2 separate regions of the Danio rerio genome follow, and region 1 is linked to region 2. Evidence: chromatin contacts called from public Micro-C data. All regions are on one chromosome and are shown on one strand. Each heading gives the region's core, a stretch centred on a gene start, on an enhancer-like site or on the middle of the called end of the contact. The rest is flanking DNA. Distances are from core to core; before and after follow the strand shown. Region 1 overlaps saa (serum amyloid A). Region 2 holds the start of sh3gl3a (SH3-domain GRB2-like 3a).

Evidence for each region. Hi-C and Micro-C count contacts between places; a contact is called where the count stands out from the background.
Region 1: a Micro-C map of caudal fin shows a contact between it and region 2, with 15 times the contacts expected there. The contact joins the enhancer-like site here to the promoter of sh3gl3a in region 2. A contact is called at or near these places in 3 of 18 Hi-C or Micro-C datasets (caudal fin, embryo and hematopoietic stem cells).

The regions. Positions count from the first base shown.
Region 1 is chr7:12,919,479-12,925,150 of GRCz12tu, forward strand. saa (serum amyloid A) reads left to right here. Exons shown (of 4, transcript NM_001005599.2): 3 at 143-281; 4 at 1,816-2,195. The coding sequence ends at 1,954. rplp2b (ribosomal protein, large P2 b) reads right to left here. Exons shown (of 5, transcript NM_001100436.2): 5 at 5,607-5,672. The coding sequence ends at 5,648. Among named protein-coding and RNA genes, the nearest start is that of saa, 6.6 kb to the left of the region's middle. Within about 2 kb of position 2,988, at least 4 of the 62 cell types and tissues checked have an H3K27ac peak or open chromatin away from gene starts, as enhancers often do. A contact at or near this core is called in caudal fin, where this site is marked.
Region 2 is chr7:12,872,642-12,878,500 of GRCz12tu, forward strand. sh3gl3a (SH3-domain GRB2-like 3a) reads right to left here and starts at 1,791. Exons shown (of 9, transcript NM_001081691.2): 1 at 1,575-1,791. The coding sequence starts at 1,619.

The DNA.
Region 1 (5,672 bases), core at 1,738-4,237, 48 kb after region 2:
GCTAAAATTTTATAGACAAGTAAAAGATTAATGTCTCGATTTTAAACAAGTCAAGGGTGAGTGAGTATTATGATGATGGCAGAATTTTTCATTTTTGGGTGAACTATCCCTTTAATTAACTTTTTTTACTCTATTTTTGAAGGTGCAAAGGACATGTGGCGTGCCTACCAGCATATGAAAGAGGCCAATTGGAAGAACTCGGACAAGTATTTCCATGCACGCGGGAACTATGAAGCTGCACAGCGGGGTCCTGGGGGCTATTGGGCAGCCAAAGTTATCAGGTTGATAATGTTTGATTAAACCCGACAACTATATTCCTCAGACCAAGAATTTTTATTCATTGATTCATTTTCTTTTCGGCTTAGTCCCTTTAGTCCCAGCATATGTTTTACGCAGTAGATGCCCTTCCAGCTGCAACCCAGTCTTGAGAAACATCCATACAATCTTAGGCCCCGTTTACACTAATGCGTTTTCGTTTTAAAACGCATAAGTTTTGCTACGATTACGCCATCCGTCCACACTACGCCGGAGTTCTCGAGCGCCGAAAACCGAGCGTTTTGAAAACGCTGGAGAGGCCATTTTCATTCTAAAACGCTGCTGCTCCGTTTCAGTGAGGAAAAACAGAGACATCGGAAAACGGAGGCGGGACTGCTGCGATTCGCTACCTGATTGGGGCTTTTGTGTCATTGCGTATCCTTCCCTTATTCGTCAAGCCCCTATCACACGACTATAAGACATGGATTTAACGCTACCGGAAGACAGTACTGTAAACAACAACATGGACACAGAAATGGGAGCGTTGTTTGCACTATTGTCTGTTTTAGGCGCCATTGTGCAGTTATTCATTTGCTACGTTTAGTAACAACTCGACCTTGTCGTTTGTCCACAAAAATACCTCTCTTGCATTCTTTGCCATCGTGTTTAATGTACAACCCGCAGTTGTTGACAAACAATAACTAAATGCCGAGCGAGACACATGCTTTCTGTTTATACTAGAATGCGCATGCCCAGAGTGCGCAAATAGTCACGTGATATACGTTTTTGGTGGCGTAGTGTGGACGGAGATATGTTCAGAGATGCTAGGTGAAACGCTAGTGTGGATCATTTTTTATCTAAAACGCTGTTTTAAAACTAAAACGCACTAGTGTAAACGGGGCCTTATTCACACACATACACTACGGTCAATTAAGCTAACCCAATTCATCTATACCGCATGTTTTTGGACTTGTGGGGGAAACCGAAGCACCTGGAGGAAACCCACACCAACACAGGGAGAACATACAAACTCCACACAGAAACGCCAACTGACCCAGCTAGCAAAACGTTACATTTTAGCAAAAAAAAATTATTATTCTGGAGCCAGACAGAAGTGAGATCAGGGGTCCTATCATACACCCGGCGCTATGCGGTGCATTGCTCAACGCAATTGTTGTTTGCTAGTTTCAGCTAGGCGCAAGAGTCGTTTTGATGTTTTGCACCACGCTGTTTAAATAGCAAATGCATTTGCACTCATATGTGCGCCCATAGGCGTTTTGGTCTAAAAAAAAGGAGGCGTGTTGAAGCACATTACTGGCGTGTTGCTATTTCGAGTACCTGGAGGAAACCCACACAAACACAGGGAGAACATGCAAACTCCACGCAGAAAGGCCAACTGACCCAGCCGAGGCTCAAACCAGCGACCTTCTTGCTGTGAGGCGACAGCACTACCTACTGCACCACCGTGTCGCCCTTTATTAAGCCGTTTTAAATATATTTGATGAATCGTTGCACAATATTGTAGGAAATCATTGTCAAACCTTGTTGTGATGTGTTCAGTGATGGACGGGAGGCTCTGCAAGGTCTCATTCGCAGAGGCAATTCAGATGCTGCAGCCGATCAGGAGGCCAATCTCTGGGGCCGAAACGGCGGAGACCCCAACAAATACAGACCTAAAGGCCTGCCCATAAAGTACTGAGAAGATGACCCCCAGAAGACTTAAATCATCAACTAAAGCAGTAGTTTGCATGACAAATATTAAGCCATTTCACTCACTTTATATATTGATGGTTATTTTCTTCAAATCTCCATGTATGCAAATATTACTGTACACCTTTCTTTGACATATTTGTTTTATTCTTAATATGTTATATTGAAGTTAAAGTGTTGTTATTTGGTGAATTTAATGTTTTTAAGTCTTAATAAAGAAAACAACATAAGTCACGTGTTTCTGCTTTTCTTATGTCTTAATGTTTTTTTCTTTAATTCTTTATGCAAATAATACATCTTTCACATATTTGTTTGATTTTTAATATTGAAGTTGAGGTGATATAATGTGTTCCATATAATGTCTTTTAAAAGTCTTATTATTAAAGAATACAACCTTAGTCTAGTATTTTTTCTTGAATGCTGCCATTAAGGAAATTTACAAAATCAAAATGTAATATTTTATGTTAACGTTACTTTAATTTATTAAACTTTATATTGAAGAGAAAAAAAAAACGTTTTATCAATTGTATTTTATAGAGGAAACTCTTTTCTTGCGTATGTCATAAAAACTATGGATATAACAGTTAGGCTATAACGTTAATATTAGTAACTTAGCCAGCAATTAGTAGCTGCCAGGTGTGGACTGGTTACAGTTTTACTAATATAACATGATTAAATAATAGTTATTATAACAAAACCATGTTGAATTTACAGTAACAATTGTTTAACTCAAATTAACTTACTCAGTTTACTTTCATGGTTTTATATGTAACGCTAACTTTATCTGTGTGATAATAGAAATAAACGACTCACCTCACGACTAACGTTAACCTCATCTCTCTGGGTAGTTTTGCTGTAGTTCAATACGTGGTGTTATGTAATTATGAGAACTTGTGAGATAATAAAATATAATCAAAATGTCTGTCAAAAAATGTCGAAATTTGTGTAAAACTTCGTCTGTTTTCATTCACGTCACTCACTCACTCACTCACTGTTTATGCCGGAGCGCCTCCTTCCGGTCACACAAGCAACTGTCCTCCACATTGATATCCGTAGATCACAGGTGTCAAACTCGGTTCCAAAAGGGCCGCAGCTCAGCACAGTTTAGTTCCAACCCTAATTAAACACACCTGATCAAACTAATTGAGTCCTTCAGGCTTGTTTGAAACCTACAGGTAAGTGTGTTGGAGCAGGGTTGGAACTAAACTGTGCAGGGCTTCGGCCCTCCAGGAATTGAGTTTGACACCCCTGCCTACAGGCCTATGTGTGTTTAATGCTGTCATGCACCAGCACATGTGGCATTTGACGTGTTTTTAATGTGCATATGCTCCTGTTCTATTAAAATATATAGGCCGACAGTATAGAAACCATCAAAGACATTCTTATATATTCTACAGCAAATACCATAAAGGCATTGCAAACCATCAAATGTTAACCAATAAAAACAGCACATTTTAATGTGGGTTTTGGGGATTTACTCCATTAGGATTAAACGCTTATAACAGGCCACCAATGGAAGACAGCAAGTTGCCATTTGAGACCCACAGGAAGCATTACAGTTTCCATTAAAACCCATACAATTCCCATTATAACCATTAAAACTGTTACTCTGTGAGGGTTTAGCTATATTGAATTTTCAGCAGGGGTCGCTATGGCTTAGACGTGTTATTACATTAGTCAACAACATTTAAAGATCAAAACCTTTCATCAAAGTTGTCCTAAAACTACTGAACAACACCCATTCTTGTCTTAGGACAATTTTGAACAACCATTTTGATCCACCTAAAATGTTGAATAGCTACTGTATAGCCTGTAATTCCAGGGTGAAGCCGTCTCATGTTAAATAATATTGGTATAATATCAAAATATATATGTATATTTCTATTGCATCCAATTGAATGATGGGTTGGCAAGCGTTGGGGACGTGCTGGTGCAGGCATCTGGAATTCCCACTGTTTTTAACATCTGGGAGTACAACCAACAGAAAAAAAGTCAATATAAAAGCAAAACTAGAAGTATTCACAATCTAGTCTACAAGTCATTTAGCTAGTTTCGTCCTGAATACACACATTGTTCATCCTAGAAGCATCAGTTTTATAATTGTTTCCCAATGGGATTCAGAAGCTGATAAATCAATTGATTCGGATGCACTACAAGCAGAATTTGACAATTTTCTCCAGTTTCTAATATAAAATCTTCAGTATAGCTGTCTTCTTGTATCCACTTGGAACCCAGTTAAAAAACTGAAGTTGGTCTAGAACATCCAACTACACTAAAATGGACGTGCAACACAGGAAACATCACAATAACTGTGTTCATGGTATATCATTACAACCGTGAAACTCTTGTTATGACTAAACGAACAATACTTTTATTAAAGCTTTAGAAGTCTTGGCTGACTGACAGAGGATGCTGAAATTAAAGGAATAGCTCACCAAAAATGAATATTTGCTGTTTAATTCACTAATCCTCAGTCAAAGTTTTTGTTTTTCAGTAAATCATTAAAGATTCAGTCTTTCGTCTGGATAAAAAAAAGTTTTCCTGGTTTACAAAATCAATACCTATCCTTGCTGGAAAACCGTAAAAGCTTAAACAAGCATTACTTGTTGGTTGGTCGACCAGCGTAATTTTAGAGGGGTTTTGGCTCAGCGTGATCTCTAGTTTAGCTGAAGATGATCAGCTAAAACCAATTTGACCAGCCTGGTTTAAACTGGACATAGCTGGTCACTTCCCAGCTAGGTTGGAAATGACCAAAACCCCACTAAAACCAGGCTGTTCGACCAGCTTAGCTTTTTTTTTTTTTTTTTTTTGAGATTTTCTCGACAAGAACACCACCACAATTCCATTGTTACATTGAAAGCAGAAACCTTTTATTTCTTGTCAGTCTTACACTGTTACTAGAGACCTTCAGCTTCAAATAGAAAAAAAATTTTTTTTTTTTACTAAATGCTTATGGTCACATCTGACTCGATGATGATATGCTAAGCTAGTAATGACCAAGCATGAACAAGAATGACAAGAATATTTTTAAGAATGGTTTAAGTCAATAGTAGTGGTTGGTGAATGGCAATTTCTTTAATCCACAGCCTCTGCGATTATTTAAAGCAAATGTTGGGCCTTCAAAATATGCAGTGCAGCGATTAAAAAATGACTAACCCTGCTAATGTGGTATCAAAGTAGCTGAATTTTTACCCGTGTGATGTTTATAAAAATGATCCTTTAAAACCCAGATGTCAAAGTTAGTTCCTGGAGGGCCGCAGCTCTGCAGTTCAGTTCCAACCACAGAAACACGCCGGATCTCCTTGATGCTTGTTTAAAACCTACAGGTAAGTGTGTTGGAGCAGAGTTGCAATTAAACTGTGACTTGGACATGCCTGCTCTAAAATTATTGATGATCATGAACAGAATGCCAATATAAAAAAAAAAAAGAAAAAAAAAAAAAAGTGAGGCAACATTAAAGTTCAGCGTTTTTAAAAACTTCAAAAATCACTAAGACAAGTTTAATAAAGCTCCTTCACACATTTTAGACAATAACAGTAATATGTGACTCTGGTGTGTGAGATCTTAAAGTACAAATTTCCATCACTAATATGACATGACCTTCATTTGAACATCTCTGAAATGACCCAAGGAGGCGAAAATCATTTTGTAATAAACTTTATTTTGGTCCCGAGGAGAGAGTTTAGTCAAAGAGTCCGAATCCCATG
Region 2 (5,859 bases), core at 541-3,040:
ATTCTCAATATTTTTATAGTAAATACAAGTTTTCAAAAAACGCAGTATATTACATTTATTTACAAAAACAATATTGTGGGTGCAACATTTTTTGTACGTTTATCAGGATTTTATTCATTCAGACACCTGGAAACATTTGTATTTTATTTCTTTATGTTTTATTGTTACTACAAATTGTCGAAAAATGCAGTATAGTACACTTATTTACAAAAAAATGTGTGTGCAACTTGTATTTTTTGTACGTTTATTATAATTTTATTAATTCAAACACCTGGAAACAGTATATTTTTGTACATTTATCATTATTTTATTCATTCAGACACCTGTAAACACTTGTATTTTATTTCTTAATGACATTAATTTACAAAAAATGTGTGTGCAACATGTGTTTTTTGAACGTTTATTGTGATTTCATTCATTCAAACACCTGGAAACAGTTGTATTTTAATTCTTATTGTTTTTTATCGTAACTACGAATGGTTTAAAAACGTAGTATAGTACATTTACTTACAAAAACAATATTGTGGGTGCAACATTTTTGTACGTTTATCAGGATTTTATTCATTCAGACGCCTGGAAACAGTTGCATTTTAAGTCTTAATGTTTTATTGTTACTACAAATTGTCAAAAACCATAGTATAGTACATTTATTTACAAAAAAACGTGTGTACAACATGTATTTTTGCATGATTATCAGGATTTTATTCATTCACACACCTGGAAAAATTTGTATTTTAATGCTTAATGTTTTTATCGTTACTACAAGTGGTCGAAAAACGTAGTTTAACACATTTATTTACAAAACAATGTGTGTGCAACATGTATTTTCTACATTTATCAGAATTTTATTCATTCAGACACCTGGAAACATTTGTATTCTAATTCTCAATGTTTTTATCATTGAATGGTTGAAAAACGCAGTACAAGTTAGTACATTATTTACAAAAATAAACCTATTTATACATTTATTTACAAAAAAAGGGTGAGTGCAACATGTATTTTTGGTACATTTATCTGGATTTTATTCAATCAGACACCTAAAAACATTTGTATTTTAATTCTTATTGTTTTAAAATTGCTACAAGTTGTCTAAAAACGCAGTATAGTACATTTATTTACAAAAATAAATGTTTATTTACAAAAATAAATGTTTGTGCAACATTGTTTTGTACATTTATCAGGATTTTATTCATTACTAGTTGTATTTTAATTCTTAAAGTTTACATCGTTACCAAAAAAAGGTCGAAAACGCAGTCTAGTACAAAAAAATAAAGCTATTTATACATTTATTTACAAAAAGCGTGTGTGCAACAACGCGTAGTTACGTCACAACGAAGCGAGATATATAAACAAAAGCGCTGAGGGAAATGTAGCAAAGTTGAAGGAAATATTCAGATGAGAAGTGAAGCGGCTCTGAGGCGGTTCAGCCGCTCTAACGGGCCTCTTAAAACACAAAAGCCCAGCAGAACACTTCAGCCAACACAATACACGAGCTCTTTCTGCAAATCCACCAGTTAAAGCCTCTAAAACTCGGGTTTTAAAACATAAACAGCACGATTCGGGCGTCTCCTTACCTGACTCGCTTTGTGCAGCTGCTTCTTAAACCCCGCCACCGACATCCTTAAAACAAGCCGAAACACGAAATAAGGCGAAAAGAAAACGTTCGAGGGGCCAAAAATGCTGATATAATCCTTCCCAAGCGCATAAAAACAGATGTATGAATCGCTTTCGGGTTATTTCACCGCCGCTGGGGGAAGATGGTCCTGCATTTCGCGGTGGGTTTTCTTCTTTCCTCACTGACAAGTGCTGCTGGTCGGTTATGTTTGTTTCGAGGATTCTGATTGGCGGAGAGCCGCATACGTCACGGCAGCATCTCGGAGAACCCCTTTACTGTGGATAGACGTCTTTAACCTTTTGCTTTAATGAGTGATGATTTATTTATCTACCCGTTTTGTTTATTTTGGTTTTTATTAGGCTATTTTTATCCATGACATATTGTTCGGCGTGTTTGTATTGTTTGTATTTTTTCTTAATAAAAAAAACACTATATATCAAGGCTTTGGCAGGAACACGAGGGAGATTCTCTGGAAATGCGAGAGCTCGAACATCCATCCGGGAAACAGATGGCGACTCTCCAACGCACTTTTTAGACCTTGATCCAGAGTCCAGAGTGTCGTGTAAATGTTTGCGATTTTGTGAGGAGCAAAATAGCGGGATATAAATGTGTGTGAAACTGTGTGTGTGTGTGTGTGTGTGTGTGTGTGTGTGTGTGTGTGTGTGTGTGTGGTGTGTGTGTGAAGTATCCACAGGACATTTATAGAGTCCTCTGCTGCCCCCTGGCAGCTCTTCAGTCGCAATACTGTTCCTAGAAGGAACACGCTGTTCCTTCTATGCAAATAAATCTATTGTTGTGGTGTCCAGACCACCAGTGAAAACCAGACAGCTGATCCCCTCATTTAACACAATTACTTCATTATCTATCTATCTATCTATCTATCTATCTATCTATCTATCTATCTATCTATCTATCTATCTATCTATCTATCTATCTATCTATCTATCTATCCTTTATCTGTCCATCTGTACATCCATCTCCATCCATCTATCCATCCATCCATCCATCCATCCATCCATCCATCCATTTGTCCATACATCTATCATTCATCCATCCATCATCTTTCCATCCATCCATCTGTCTGTCCATCTATCCATCTATCCATCCATCCATCCATCCATCCATCCATCCATCCATCCATCCATCCATCCATCCATCTATCATCTATCCATCCATCCATTCATTCATCCATCCATCCATTCATCATCCATCCATCCATCCATCCATCATGCATCATTCATCCATCCATCCGTCCATCCATTCTTCATCCATCTATCCATCTATCCATCCATTCATCCGTCCATCAATTCGTCCTTTCATCATCCATCAATCCATCTATCCATCCATCCGCCCATCCATTCATCATTCATCCATCCATCCATCCATTCATCCATCCGCCCATCCATTCATCATACATCCATCCATCCATCCATTCATCCATCCGTCCATCCATTCATCATCCATCTATCCATCCGTCCATCTACCCATCCATTTATCCATCCATCTGTCCATCCATTCATCATCCATCTGTCCATCCATTCATCATCCATCTGTCCATCCATTTGTCATCTATGCCTTTTCATCTATATCTTCATAAATGTGACCCTGTATCACAAAACCACAGTCATAGGTTTAGATTTTAAAATTAAACTTTATAGGGCACATGAAAGCTGAATAAATAAGCCTTCAATGGGACTCTATGCAGAGCTAGTGTTTTTCAGCCAATAATAAACTTCCAGAGAACATTTAATGTGACAACATAATTGTTAAACATGTTTTTTTTTTCTTTTACATGGTTGCTTCTACAGCATCAATGTTGTAATGTACTGTAATTAAAACACATTGATTTAAGTAGACTTCAGGATTTATTTAGTTGTTTAAGCCTAAAATAAGAAGAAAGACTGTGTAACCCAGGCATGGGCAAACTTGATTCTGGAGGGCCGGTGTCCCTGCAGACTTTTGCTCAAACACTAATAAAACACCTGAAAACACTAATCAGTGTCTTCAAGATTACTAGAAAGCTGCAGGCAGGTGTGTTTGATTAGGGTTGGAGCAAAACATTACAGGACACCGGCCCTCCAGGATCCGGTTTGCCCATTCCTGCATAACCATTAGGCTGTCAGGATGAACAGGCAGAAAGTCCATTCAATATACTGTGGTAAAATAAATGATTCTATTTTAAAGACATGGCGGGGAAAAATTTGAATTCAATGCAGTGCTTCTTGTCCAGCCTGAGACCCACTTTATATTGTATATCTATCAGGCAGCGAAGATTGCTGATTTGTAAAGAAATCAGATCTTAAACTTGGTGATTTTGTAATGCTAAGTCAGTTCAACTTGGGTTGGCTGATTGAAATTAAAAGTCTGTGTGCATATAGACGAATTATCGGTTTGTTACATTCAGGATGCCAAGGCGGTGAGGTTGCAGAACAAAAACGGGATCGCTAGTATTTACAGCGATGAAATGACATCTGATGCAGTATCTACAGAGTTTGTTGTTGTCTTAGAAATAAGTTATATTGATTACATATTATATATATTATTTACATAATGTGTTCAGTGTATCATAACAGCTTGTCACCCAGTGATAAGCACAGTTATGTGGCAAAATGAACGTTAAAGTGAGCGGCGTTCATCTGATAGGTCTATTTGCGATAGCACCCTCCCAATGGATATTGGATAAGACGAAATGCCCAAGCATCCAGCCCCAAATACACAACTATCTCACTGAAACTCAGAGTGATTTTACAAGAGAGGAGTTAAAGGCCTACTGTACAAGTCTTTGGATGCCAACAGTTTTGTTCTGTGTGGTCATGTGCAAGAAATAAGGATCCATGATTACCAGATTCATGTAGTGGTAAAAACTGAGGTTCTGCCTAGCCAAAGACAAGGGAAGTAGACAACAAGCAAAACAACTGCATTCTGACAGTGAACTGCACCTGTACGGTAGGGCATGTGAACTTACCCTTTTACGTTTCATTCTTAGCATTCAGTGTCTGCAGGTGCAAGGGAGACGTTCAAGAAGATTTATTAAACAGAAGTGGATCAAAACTCTGCTCTATAAGCAGTAGGGAAACAGTCACTCAAATAATATAGTGGAAACACAGGCAGTCAGGAATCAGCTCTGTGATGCTGGACTGGTCAAACAGAAAAAGCCTATTGGCTGAACAGTTGAAAAATAAAAGAACAGACCTCAGGCAGCCGAGCTGATGGATAGACCTCACACAAGCGCAGACTGTGGGCAGAGCAGAGGTGAGCCAATGCACAGGTGAACGAACGAAGTGGGTAAAGACAGAACAGGACTGGACTGGACAAGGTTCCATCTTCTGATCAGGAAGGACAGGTAACTCACAGACACAAAATAATTTTTAAGCACAGAACGAGGGAGAAGGGGAGACGAAATAGCCAAATAATCAGGGAGAACAGGTGAAAGGAGAGGACGGGAAACAAGGGAATTGCTAACAGGTTAAACCGCTTACAAATAACTAGACACAAGAGGGAGACAGAGAAAACACAACAAAAACCTGACAGTGTGATTCAGCATAGCGTGAACTTACCTGATATAAAATGAGAACTGCAGTCCAGCATTTTTAATCAGGTCCTCACTACATTCAGCTCTTTTGATGGCTGTTAGCCACTTCTCAAAAGGAGAATTTAACATCCTACAGCACAACACGACATGTTTATTGCAACAGGTCTTTTTTGCGACTGGTATGTGTGGTTGAACCTGTGTGAAATAGGTTGGTAATTCCCCTATACCCCTTTGTTTTTGTTAGGACAGATTGATAGTTGACCAAGATTCAGCTCTTTGAAAATCTAATCACTGAGAGAAATACATTTAAACTTGTCCAAATTCCATCCATGCATAATACTTAAAATATAATATATATATAATAATTAAAAATGTTTTGACAGATTTATGGAAGGAAATGTACACAATTCTTCGTGGAAGTCAATCTAAACATTTGTGATTTTTGTTTTGCATAGTTTTGACTCATATCATCAGATTTAGGTTATTCCCAAAAAACAGCTTCAACATTACACTGGTTTTGAGGTCCAGGGTCACATATTCACCACTAGATGTCCTACCTAGTACACATTGTAAGTCTTTCTGAGTTAGTTGTTGTTGACCTTATTCTAAAATGCGGAAGTGCGCCTGTTTTCGCGATTGTCTTAGAACAGGGGTGTCCAAACTCGGTCCTGGAGGACCAGTGTCCTGGAGAGTTTAGCTCAAACCTTAATCA